Regions from separate parts of the Mus musculus genome. Here region 2 is linked to region 1. The links are chromatin contacts, called in public Hi-C maps. All regions are on one chromosome and are shown on one strand. Each heading gives the region's core, a stretch centred on a gene start, on an enhancer-like site or on the middle of the called end of the contact. The rest is flanking DNA. Distances are from core to core; before and after follow the strand shown. Region 1 has its middle 43 kb from the start of Gm36235. Region 2 has its middle 45 kb from the start of Gm48606.

Evidence for each region. Hi-C and Micro-C count contacts between places; a contact is called where the count stands out from the background.
Region 2: a contact with region 1 is called in a Hi-C map of double positive thymocytes, with 1.7 times the contacts expected there. The contact joins two enhancer-like sites. A contact is called at or near these places in 2 of 484 Hi-C or Micro-C datasets (the C10 cell line and double positive thymocytes).

Annotation. Positions count from the first base shown.
Region 1 is chr12:16,055,345-16,061,254 of GRCm38.p6, forward strand. No RefSeq gene overlaps it. Among named protein-coding and RNA genes, the nearest start is that of Gm36235, 43 kb to the left of the region's middle. Within about 2 kb of position 1,412, at least 10 of the 459 cell types and tissues checked have an H3K27ac peak or open chromatin away from gene starts, as enhancers often do. A contact at or near this core is called in double positive thymocytes, where this site is marked.
Region 2 is chr12:16,184,606-16,190,416 of GRCm38.p6, forward strand. No RefSeq gene overlaps it. Among named protein-coding and RNA genes, the nearest start is that of Gm48606, 45 kb to the right of the region's middle. Within about 2 kb of position 1,571, at least 69 of the 459 cell types and tissues checked have an H3K27ac peak or open chromatin away from gene starts, as enhancers often do. A contact at or near this core is called in double positive thymocytes, where this site is marked.

The DNA of each region.
Region 1 (5,910 bases), core at 162-2,661:
CCCCTGTTGATGGGTAGCTGAAGAAGTGGAGGTTAGAGACAGAAACTGGTTACTTGCTGTAACACCTGGCTGATGGGAAGCTCTAAAGCTCTGTGCTCTGGGTTATATTTACTGCCTGCATCCATTAATAAGCAAGCTAATGACCAGGCTGTCCCTGAGGTCTCTTTCAGCTCTAACAGGCTGTGTTCAACATCAGGATACTTTGCTTGCAGCATTTAAAAGTCGATTTCTGGAATGTGTGTGGATGCCCTATGGAACCCAACATCTGGGCAGGGGAAGATAGAAATGACGTTTCCCTCTTTGTGTTGTAGATAACATGATTGATGGACCCCCAGTTCTCATCCTCCAAGCCTTGGACCAGAGCGGTTGCTTTAAACTGGGAAGACATCACACTGAATTAGCAGTAAATGTAATTAAGAGCTCTGACAGTCAACTTCCTGAAAGCCCTCCAACTGGAACACGGCTGGGCAAGAGTACCTGCTCTGCCCCTGAATTAAGGCTTCTCCAGGGCTTGCCTACTTGTGTTTATATGAAACACAGTTCATTTTAATACCAACCCTGGTTATATGCCAGAATAAAACCTATGCAAAGAAACATCCATGACATTGTATGTTTTCTTCAAAAATAATGACAGGTTTTATCTACTGCATACCTGGGTATCCCATGATCTTTAATAAGTGTATTTCATACAGAACCTCTTGCTTTCTCCTGAGCTTTTGCAGGTAAGTATAGTTCAGAGTAGTTTCTGGAGTCAGAATCTAATTTAGTTGATTCTGTGTTCAAAACCAACATGTTTCCTACAACCTATACAATACCTCAAATACACCAAAGTCATGAATATGTAATCATATGGTCTCCCCATCACAAATCCAAGACTGATTTCATGAATGGACTCACAATATTTGACCCAGTTGGATATTTCCCCATGAAACACAGCCTCAGAAATGTCCTCATTGAGCTCCTGTATTTGAACACTTGGTTCCTAGTTGGTGGCTTTGTTTGGGGAACATTATAGAAGTTTTAGGATGTGGAGTCTCGCTGGAGGAAGTAAGTCATTGAAAGTGGGCTTTGAGAGCCTTGCCTCCCTCCAACTCTCTTCCTGCTGTGTTCATGGTGCAGATGGCTTGCTCAGCTTCCTGAGCCTGCCACAATGCTTGCTGCATGCTGCTTGTTGCCATGTCTGCTCATCATAATGGACTTTTCTCTCTTCAGAAGAGTTCACAAAAATAAAGACTTTCATCTCTAAGTTACTTTTGCTTGTGGTATTTTATTATATATAAAAAAGAACAGTAATGAAAACAGAATGTTTTATAAACTATTTTATTTGATATTCACACATGTATGTTCTCTGCACGGCCACTACCCACTCCTTCCCTTTCATTTCTCCTCCCTTCCCCTCCTAACCTTACGTGCTAGTCTTCTCTTTCGACAATTAAACTTTAATCCTCACTGAGTCCAGTTAGCGCTGCCTGTATGTGTACCAGAGTGAGAGCATCTACTGAGGCTGAGGGAGAAAATTCACCTCCCCAGTTCCTAGCTCCCGGTGGAAGCAAAGAGCAGTGTTGCTTTACCCGGTCACTCAGAAGGGCATTTACAGAGGACAGATGACATCATGGGAATAATGAGGGCTTTGGAGTCAACTAGTTCTACTTAATTTTTCAACAAATATTTATTTAGCATATGCTCTATGCCAGACACAGCTCCAGTGCCAGAGGCAGCCTTCCTGCCCAGCTCCTACTTTAGGGGCAGGGTGCCCAGTACCAGTTACTCTGTAACCTCAAGCACACCATGCAAGCCTCCCAAGCTTGTTTTTGTTTCTTTCCATTTGGAAAATGGCATTTTAATAAGATTTGTTGCTAGAATTAGATCTGGCTGTGCCTAAAGTTTCTACCATACAGTAATAGCTTAATGAACTTTGTGTAAGTCAACACCATATAACATGACTGAGCATATTTACAATTATGCTATTCTGGGTGAATATGTGAATTATTTTTCAGTTCTTCTCTCTGCATGGTTTTAAAGCTACAAATATAAAAATATTATACTTTAGAATTATTGATTTTTTTTATTTCTGGAATTTTATTTTCTTTTAAGGCATTTTTGTAAGTGTAGGCAGGCATATGTGTGGATATGTGTGGATAGTATATATGTTTTATATGTATGTAGTTTATGTGTGTGGTATGCATTATCTATCTATCTATCTATCTATCTATCTATCTATCTATCTATCTATCTATGGGTATGGGGTATATATGGTCTGTATGTGTGCATAGAATATTGTGTGGTGTATATGTTTATGTGTTTATATTTGTGTATTTGAGGTGTATCTGCATGTGCATTATGTGTGTGCAGTATATATGCTCTGTATGCATATAGAATACATATGTGGGGGTTTGTTTATATGTTTGTGCGTGCATATATACTGTGTGCATGTGTGTGAATGAAAGTGTAAGTGCCAACAGCAGAAGAGGATTCTGGTGTCCTCATTTATCACTCTTTGCCTTTTCCCCTTGAGAAGACCTGGGACTAAGGTAGCAGGCATCAAGCCTCTGAGATTCTCCTGTCTGGTTCCGTCACCTCAGTGTTCTGTCACCTTCCCCAGCAGCATTCCCTGCCTGGATCTCATATCATCCAGTTATTTCTACGTTAGCATAGAAGCAAAGTTGAAGAGAGGGGTACTAGACTATCAGTTCTACCTCCAAGTGCCGTAATACATGGCTACTTACTTTCTTTTTTATGGGAAAATTCAACATTGGACAAGGTGAGGTTTAAACTGAATATATTAGACCAAGGCTCAAAATTACAACTGCTGTCAATGAGAAATAGCAATGGCTATGCTAAGGGTACATATTCTGAGGGATGTGGAGATACCAGGAGAGGGGAGAGGGAGCAATGATTATCCCAGGTATCAATAAAAGTGTCTATTTACGCTATTTACGTGGACTTGAATTTCTGAAGGATGGGAATGTAGCAGAGCTGGGAGAGAGAACCAGAGATGCCACAAGCTGCAATTGCAAGTTCCCTGCAGGTAATGCATCTGATGCACTTCTGATAGGATCCTAACCAAGGCTTGCTTTCTTCATTTTTACCCATGTCAGGAGACACCCAACTTCCCCATTTGCATCGTGTTACAGTCTTCTGAAACAAATGTTCCTTTGACACAGATGTTCACTTTACAGGGACTCCTATAAAAAGAGGGACCTAAAATTTGACTGTTAAAGTGATTTGTGCAATGTCTTTTGGTAGTCTAGATTTTTTTAAAAAAATAATAGCTGTTTTAAAAAAGCAGAAAAGATCAGAAATAGACAAATACTAAATATTTCTCTCATATGTGAAATCTAATTTTAAAATTGCATGTTTTATACATGTATATTCATGTGTGTGTGAGTGTGTTTACATGTGTGTACATGTATATTTACTGGTGCATTAGTGTTTACATGTTTGTATATATATGAGTGCGTTTACATGTCTGTGTATGTATGCGTACATGTATGTGTTTATATTTCTGTATTTGTATATGTGTTTTTATATGTGTACATGTGTTTACATGTACATGTGACTGTGTTTACATGCGTGTGTCTTATGTTTCCATGTGTGTATGTGTGTTTCCATGTGTGTATGTATGTTTACATGTAAGTGTTTAATTGTATATGTGAGAATTATTATGTGTTTATATGTATATTTGTTTACATGTGTGTATGTGAGTGTGTTTACATGTATGGTCTTCTATGTTTATATGTGTATATGTGAGTGTGTTTACATGTGTATATTTATGTATGTGAAGGTTTTTATGATGTGTTTATATATGTGTACGTGTGTGTGTGTTTACATGTGTGTGTATGTCAGAGTGTGTATATGTGTATGTTTGTGGGTAAAGAAACATCATGAAGGGGAAGTCTGAATGGAAATGAGAACTGGAGAGAACATATGAAATAAGTGAGCAGAGAGGGACCTTCCTGGGTTAGGAAAAGAAAGCAAAAAGGGAGGGAGAAAAGATGACAGAAGGGGAAAGGGGAGGAGTGAGAACAAATATGGTATTACATGAAGACTCCACAATGAAATCAATTCCCTTGTATGAGAACCCAAAACCTAATAAAAATAGGAAAGCAATATTATACTTTGCTTCTTGTAGCTAGAACCATGACTCATCTTGAGTTAGTATTTACATGATAGCAGAGGTAGAGGTCAATAGCTATTTGTCTTGTATGTACTTATAGAGTTACCTTAGCATCATTTTAAAAGAAGAAATTTTGCATGGAGGGTGGTTTACTGCCTAGGAAAATGTTCCATTTGGTTCTAGTGAATCCACAGTAGAATTCTATGATCCTACTAAAAGTCAGTCTTTCCCAGAGACTGTCTAATGACAGGACTATTGTTTAAACTAATAAGTAATTAAAAGAAACTAAAAATTATACACAGAATGCTTCCCACTGTGTTTATAAATATGTACACACCAATACTATTAGAAGAAACTTCACTAAAACATGAATAGTGGTTGTCTCTGGAGGACAGATTATTTTTCCCTCTATCCTTTTCCTGCTTTTCAAAGTTTCCAGTAGAAATGTTTAGTACTACTCTGATTCAATTGGAGTTAAGTTTTTAAGTGAAATTTCTTGAGCTGAAGTTTTCTATGATTGCAAGCTAGAAGCCTGAGGCATTGAGACTTCATAAGAGCATTTTCTGTCTACAGTTTCTCCAAATGAACTTCTTTGAGAAGACAAGAGGAAAGAAAGGCTCTGTTCAAAACCTCATGTTAAATGTGGACCAATGATGAAATCAGACCGAACTTGGGTCTCCTGAACTGAACCCCAGAACTCCTACAGTCTTTGTATTTTTCACCTTTTGTCATCAAGAACCTCTCTGATTTGAGTAGGAAGGACAGAAAAACTGACAGGCAGGAGCTATTGAGATGAAGAGCTGAGGAGAGGTTCAATTCTTCAGAGTAAGACTCCACTTAGTGCCTCACGGGGCTTCGCTTGACCCTCTATGTGGACTGGGTAAATAACACCACATGAAGCAATTTCTTAATATCTCATTGTTACAAAACAAAAATCTCATTGTTAACTCTCTGCACATATTAATAGTATATAATTGGATCTCTCCCTGTCTGTCTCTGTCTCTGTCTCTCTGTCTCTCTCTCCTTCCCTTCCTCCCTCCTTCCCTCTCAGATGACCAGTGAGATCAGTCATAGATCCTGATTTCTCATTTGTCCTTGAACTTTTGTGTTACTCGGGAAGTCTTGGTCTGTGCCTTTAAATCCTGATGTTTGGGGAACTTTCTGGAATCGTAAAACTAGTGAATCTGGAAAAGAGCCAACACTGGCTTCATAATCACATCATCGTTCTGATCCAATTACTTCGCGGTTACTCATCACTGACAGCTTGCTTTCTCTCATGCTTCCTTCTTCTATTTCTTCTTGTCTTCAATGCTCTCTTGTTTCCTTGCCTTCCTCTCTCCCTCTTCCTTTGTTCCTTTTCTCCAAATAACTTAGCAAACACTACTGATTTAGTTCTTATTCCTGATTTAATGTATTAATTACTGCACTAGCAGTGGCCCAAAGCGTGGGCTGAGTTGATCAAACCACATATTTTACTTTTTATTCAAAATCAACTAAATCCTCAACTGTGGCAAAATTATCTCATTGCCCATTTAATCATCTCATGGGCACCCCTGTGCTCTGTATCTCTTGAGTATCTTAATATTTGTTAGAAGTTTTAAAAAACTTAATAAGTGGAGAAAGTACTAGTTGCCCATGATCTATTGTGATGATCAGTACACAGCTTCTATAGCAATGGGTATGAAGGCTGCTTTTAATTTCCAACATGATTGGATTGAGAAGATGCAGTACAGTTTACATAGCACACCTCTGAGTGTGTCTACATGGTACTTTCCAGAGATAATTAGACCCCC
Region 2 (5,811 bases), core at 321-2,820, 130 kb after region 1:
TGAGCTGCAACCTCCTATGGTCTATTGACAAAATAATTGGCTCAAGCTCAGAGCATTCTTAGGATTGTTCCTTGCCTTCTTCACCATCATGATTTCAGTCTTATTATGCAACTCTGAAGGTCAAACATGTTACTGGGGATGCGATCTCACAGCACTCAGATGATGGGTAACAGTAAGGACATTTAACTCTTATTAGATTTGTATGTTTTCTTCATCACAAAGTCCCATACTTGGACTGGGGATTTGACTCACTTGGTAGAATGCTTGCTGCCCCAAGCCCTTGGTTCTGTTGCCAGCAGCACACAAACCAGGCATGCAATCCTAGCACTTAGAAGGTTCAAACAGGAGGATCAGAAGTTCAAGGTCATCGGTAGCCACTTAGTGGATTCAGGCCAGAGAGATAAACAAAAAATCCCAGGACTGCTATTCATGAGCAAGTAACAAAACTTCTCCAGCCCCAGGCTTTGAACTTTAGGAAAGGTTCAACAATGGAAGCACCAACCATGAGGTGGATTAAGCATATAAAATCCTTACTGTGTGTCCGAGGCTCGGTGTCTAGCTATTCTGGCCACTGCAGTGAAAATAAACCTAAGTACAAATTCTGCTTTTGTGATTACTGTCCCCAAGATCCAGATACATAAAAGGTTTTGGACTCCTCTTTCTCATCTGTAGAAGAGAAAATGATACTCCTATAGATTATAAAGAGTGGAAAAGACTGAAAAAAAACACAGGAATAACTCCTTTGTTTCAAGAGGATTCCTACAGAACATATTCTGTAGACCCCGAGTTACTCACCCTCAGGATTATGCCCCATATAACTGTTTTAGCCAACCAGTGAGACCTGTAAGCCCCGCACTCAGAAGGACGAGGCAACTTGAATCTGAGTTCCACGACAACCCGAGCAGCGCAGTGAGACGCTATCTCTGGAACCCAACCAACCAAGCGGCCCCTCCAGCAGGAAGTGAGTTCAGATGAGGCTAAGCCGTTTTCCCCCAACACCAGCAGAGCCCTGGGTTCCCTTATCTTGACAGCCATGTGTGTGTGAAGGAGGTCAGTTCGCACTTGCGCCTGCCTGTCAGCTATTCTTCAAGCTTCCAAAGTTTGGCTGCAGGTTGTAAAATCATATTAAGTTCTGGCAGTTTAAGAAGCGTGCCCGGAAAAATAACCAGAGCAGGAAGGAGAAGAGAAGTATTTGAAGGGCGCAGATGGATTTTGCAGCTGGGGAAGGGAACATTAGCATTAGCGAAATGTCTGTGGTGGAGCCCAGGTTTCCTTCACACAAAGGTCACATCCCTTCACTGTGAAGAGAATCATGTTGAAGGTATGATGTTGCCGTTGCACTTTATCGTTCCCCATCCTGAAAGGTTTTCATCTTGGCAGCCTTTTCCCCTCTACTAATCCAATTCTCCTTGGAAAATGTCACTCCGCTTGAATTTTCATAGCTCTTCCCCTCACTTGGGCACCTGGGAGTTCCGGATCAGAGCTGCGAAGCCCACGAGAGGAGGAGACGCATTTCATTATTGTGGGCGCCGGATGAGTTAAGCTATAAAGAAATGCCAGGCAGTTTCTTTTCTGACTTTTTCCCCTTGGTCTGTTTTTCTACATCAGGCTGTCTCTATTGTATAGGCTAGATGGTCAGCGGAAAGTGCAGCTGCCCTCTCACGGGGGAGTGACAAGATGAGACACACATAGGGACTGTCAGCTGACCCTAAATACCATTCTAAGGAAAGAACGGGATTGGCCATGGAAGAAGAAACCTCTTCCGGAGCTTCACACCACACCAAGCTCTGCACAAAAGGGGGAGTTAGACAAACTGCTTAAAGTCAGTGGGCAGTGAAAAGAAGCTGGAAGCGAGCAGACCCAGACCTCATTGTCTCTCACATGTACCCAGTACCACAACCCCACAGAACATTTCTGTGGGCATGGCACCCTGGAAGAAGAAAACTTGACTTAAAATGTAGTCGATTTGGTTATTTTGTGGCATTAGGGATCTGGAGCTCCATCCCACAAGATCTCCATATAAGCAGACACCACACACAGCCCAGTGGATGTGGTTCCGAAGGAAATACTTTCCTTCATTTTTAAAAAATACTCATTCTGAGATTCACACAGAGCAGTTAATTCTCCGTGACCGGGTGTAGCTCATGTAAGACACTGATGGAGCTGGACACTGAGACAGAAAGCAAAACCAAGCCAACTCCAAAAGATCCAAAAGCATGCATGGTAAATTCTCTGACCACTGTATCAGTCCAGACGGAGCAAACCCCGAAGGACCCAAGCCTCTGTGTATTTACAGATTCAGCAGCTTGGTAAATAATCTGGAAGTCAAAATGGGAGATCACAGCAGAGCTCAGGAGCTGCTTTCAAATGAGTGACAGGTAATTCACAGCATGCTGATAACTGTGAGATCAGATAGATGAAAGTGTGTGGTCTTAGGGAAATGTATTCTGAAACCGGACAGAGAGGTCAAAAAAAAAACAAGATACCAAATATAGCAGAAAACCAGAGAAGGGGAGGACAAATAAAAACAATGAAAACACTTGAAAAGCTGGGTCCAGAAAATTGCAATAAAATCATAAATCCTAGCTCAGGGAAAGATTTCTTGTCAGTGGCTAATCTCCCAGTTTTCTCTGGATACAGAAAGGGGCCTACAGATAGACAAACACAGAGACATACAGTTTGGAGAAGGAATTAGGTATATCAGAGATCACAATTATCAACAATTTTAAATCAATCAATAATAAGGAATATCAGTAACTATGGCAGATTCCAACAATAGGCCATAATACATCAATTAAGATTATCTAATATTCTGCCACATGCTTCCACAGAGACAAATATCACAAACTGAGGAAGGTTGTTTAAAGTAGGACTTACTTTAACACTAATGCTGAATTGAAAACTAGGGAAACCAGTCCCCTATATAAAAGAGAATCAAAATTATGATTCCCTGGGGGGAAGAAAGTGGTAGCTAAAAATGAAGACTGTTCACAGAGTTTGGGAATCTTGGTTAATACTGTCTTCCTGAGTTCTAGAGGGGCTTTTGTGGAAGTGTTTCTACACTTCAGGTTGTTTCCAAGCTATATACATTCCAGTTTAGGAATTTTCTATATGTGTCTCGGAACTTAAGCTTTTATTTTTCAAAATCAATAGGGGATTACTACTTTGTACTGTCAGCTTGTGTGCATTAGACTCCCTAGAGAAGAAACCTCTGAGTGTGCCTCTGAAGGCTTTGCCAGGGAGGTGTAACTGAGGAGGGAAGGTCCACCTTAATAAGAACAGCATCGTCCTGTGGGTTGCTATGTTTGTAGTGGGCCTGCAAGGGGGGATCCCAGGGGCTTGCACCAAAGCTCCCAAGAGCTTCTGAGGTCAGGCCATGTGAGGCAGAAGCAAATTCCCTGCAAAGTGGCTGTGAGAGGTCATTGCATGAATATCTCTGTCTCTGTCTGGCTTTCTCTGTCTCTGTCTCTGTGTCTGTATCTCCCTCTGTCTCTCGCTGTCTCTCTCTGTCTCTGTCTGTCTGTCTCTCTCTGTCTCTGTCTCTATCTCTGTGTTTCTCTCTGTCGTCTGCCTTGCTGTCTGTCTGTGTATGTGTGTGTCCCCTTTAGTTTTGTCTGCACTACGCATGGAAAAAGCAATACACTCAGCACACTACCCTGGGCTCCTTGGTAACAGAAGCCATACATGAATCCCAGAGCTAGGGCTCTTCAGTGAGGTAAGTAGAACTCTATGTTAACACCCTAAAGTTGCATGACCAAGGTTTTACCCTCTGGTGGATTTTACTTTACTGATTTAATTGAGGAAACAGTAACTCCCAACCTAGAAGGTCCTGAGAATCCATGGAGTTTAAGGGAAATCATGTGGCACAAGGTCTAACACATAATGAGCAATTAGTTATCATTCTGTGAGCCTAATAAGCTGCCACTTTCCCACATCCCCAAAGTGATGACTAAAATGTAAAACTGAGAGGTAAGCTAAGCATGACAGTGCACACCTGATATCCCAGGCCCTGGGAGATGATCACAGGAGGAGCACATGAGCCTAGGACTCAGAGACTGGCCTGGCCAATGCATCAAGCCCCCCACCGAAAACAACCCCAAAACCACAGAAGTGAGAGGCCACAGTCACCAAAGGAAGGGAGAAAATGTCCCCTTACTCTGTAGCTTTCTGGGATCAAGGAATTTATTAACTCATGCTTTCTGCTAAGATCTTTGTTTGCCAGTGCATTTGTACTTCAGAAACACTGGACCTCTAGTAAAAAGAGGATTTCCTCCCACCAAAGTAAAAGTTCTAGAGTTTCCTCAAGATCATGGGGAAAAAAGAGTGTAGCTCAAAAAGTGTGGCTCTCAAAGCATCTAGCAGTCTCTTGGCCTTTTGAGAGGATCCATAAATCAGAGAAGATCAGGTGTGTTCATGGTGGCATGGTGTAGAACAGGCCTATAAATTAAGATTCAGGTCATGATTAGATGAGAGGCCCTATATTCATCCTCCCTTACTATCTGTAATGAGCATCCCCAAACAGTCCGTGACCTGCAACACCAGTTCGCTGTCACCCCACAGGCTATGTGTTTCATGCATTCTTGCATTTAAAAATAGACAAACAGACAGATGACAGCTTTGCCTTGGAGCATGGTAGATATCCATACCTTCAGACAACATGAGCAAATGAATCTTGAATCACAGTATTTTTGAACATTTATTTATTTGTTTGTTTGTGTATATAATGAGTCTATGTGTGCCAGAGGCCACATTTGGAGTTCAGAGGACAACTTGCAAGAGCCAGTGCACTAACTTCATGGCCTTCGCTACACACTTATGTAATGAAGACACGTGATCAGGAATGTTTAATGTCCTCAGATGATTCTGTTTTGCAATAAAATGTGAGAACCAAGGGTCTAAGATAGGTGACCTTCTGATCATATTCTGGATGGAAGATGTGATTCACAGCTCAGTGGAATACCAGGCAGAGTGAAAGTGCAGATTGGCTATTCAGAGTGGCATTAGGAGGTGATCCAGTACTGCCCTCTTTGGGCAATATTTCAGAACCTGTGCCCTTGAACAAGAATGAATGCTAGTGGAAACCTAGCCAGCTCCCTAGGGCTAGTGAGGTCATAGACCTAAGAAAAGAATCTACCACCAACACTTCATTAGATGAGCATGTCTTACTACATCCTAAAGCACAGACAAGGGTAGTTATTGCCTCTCATCAAAGAAGCCTTTCTCTACAGCAAATGGAGAGCTTCCCAGAAAAATCACCCTGGACATGGTGTGGAGATCAACAGAGCATGGGAAGCCCAGCCCCAGTGAATACAGCTACACACAGCTCTATATGTGTGGCTCAGGGAACTACAGAAGGGGGAGAGCAAAGACTGTAAGAGTCAGAATATCAGGGTGTCTACTACAACACTGTCTCTCCTAGATACGGCTGTACAAACAAGACTGGGACAATAGCAGTATCAATGGATATGTTAACATGGAAGGGGTAATATCCCAAGGGATCCCACCCCTTGACAAAAGCATATAGGCAACTAATGATCTCTGGAAGAAGAATTAGTCTCCCCAGGAATGAGCTCCATTAATGGTTATCAAATACAGAGTGCTCAGCCTTGAAATCAGACATACACCAGCACCCAAAACCAACTCAGCAGATTGTATTTATATAGATTTGTGCATGAACATTTTAATATAATGTGTATCACATCTATATGTTTGAAGACTAATTGTGTGAGTGTGTGTGAGTGTATGTGTGTGTGTAGTATGTATATATTTGTGTATGTATATGAATATATGGATACACACACACACACACAC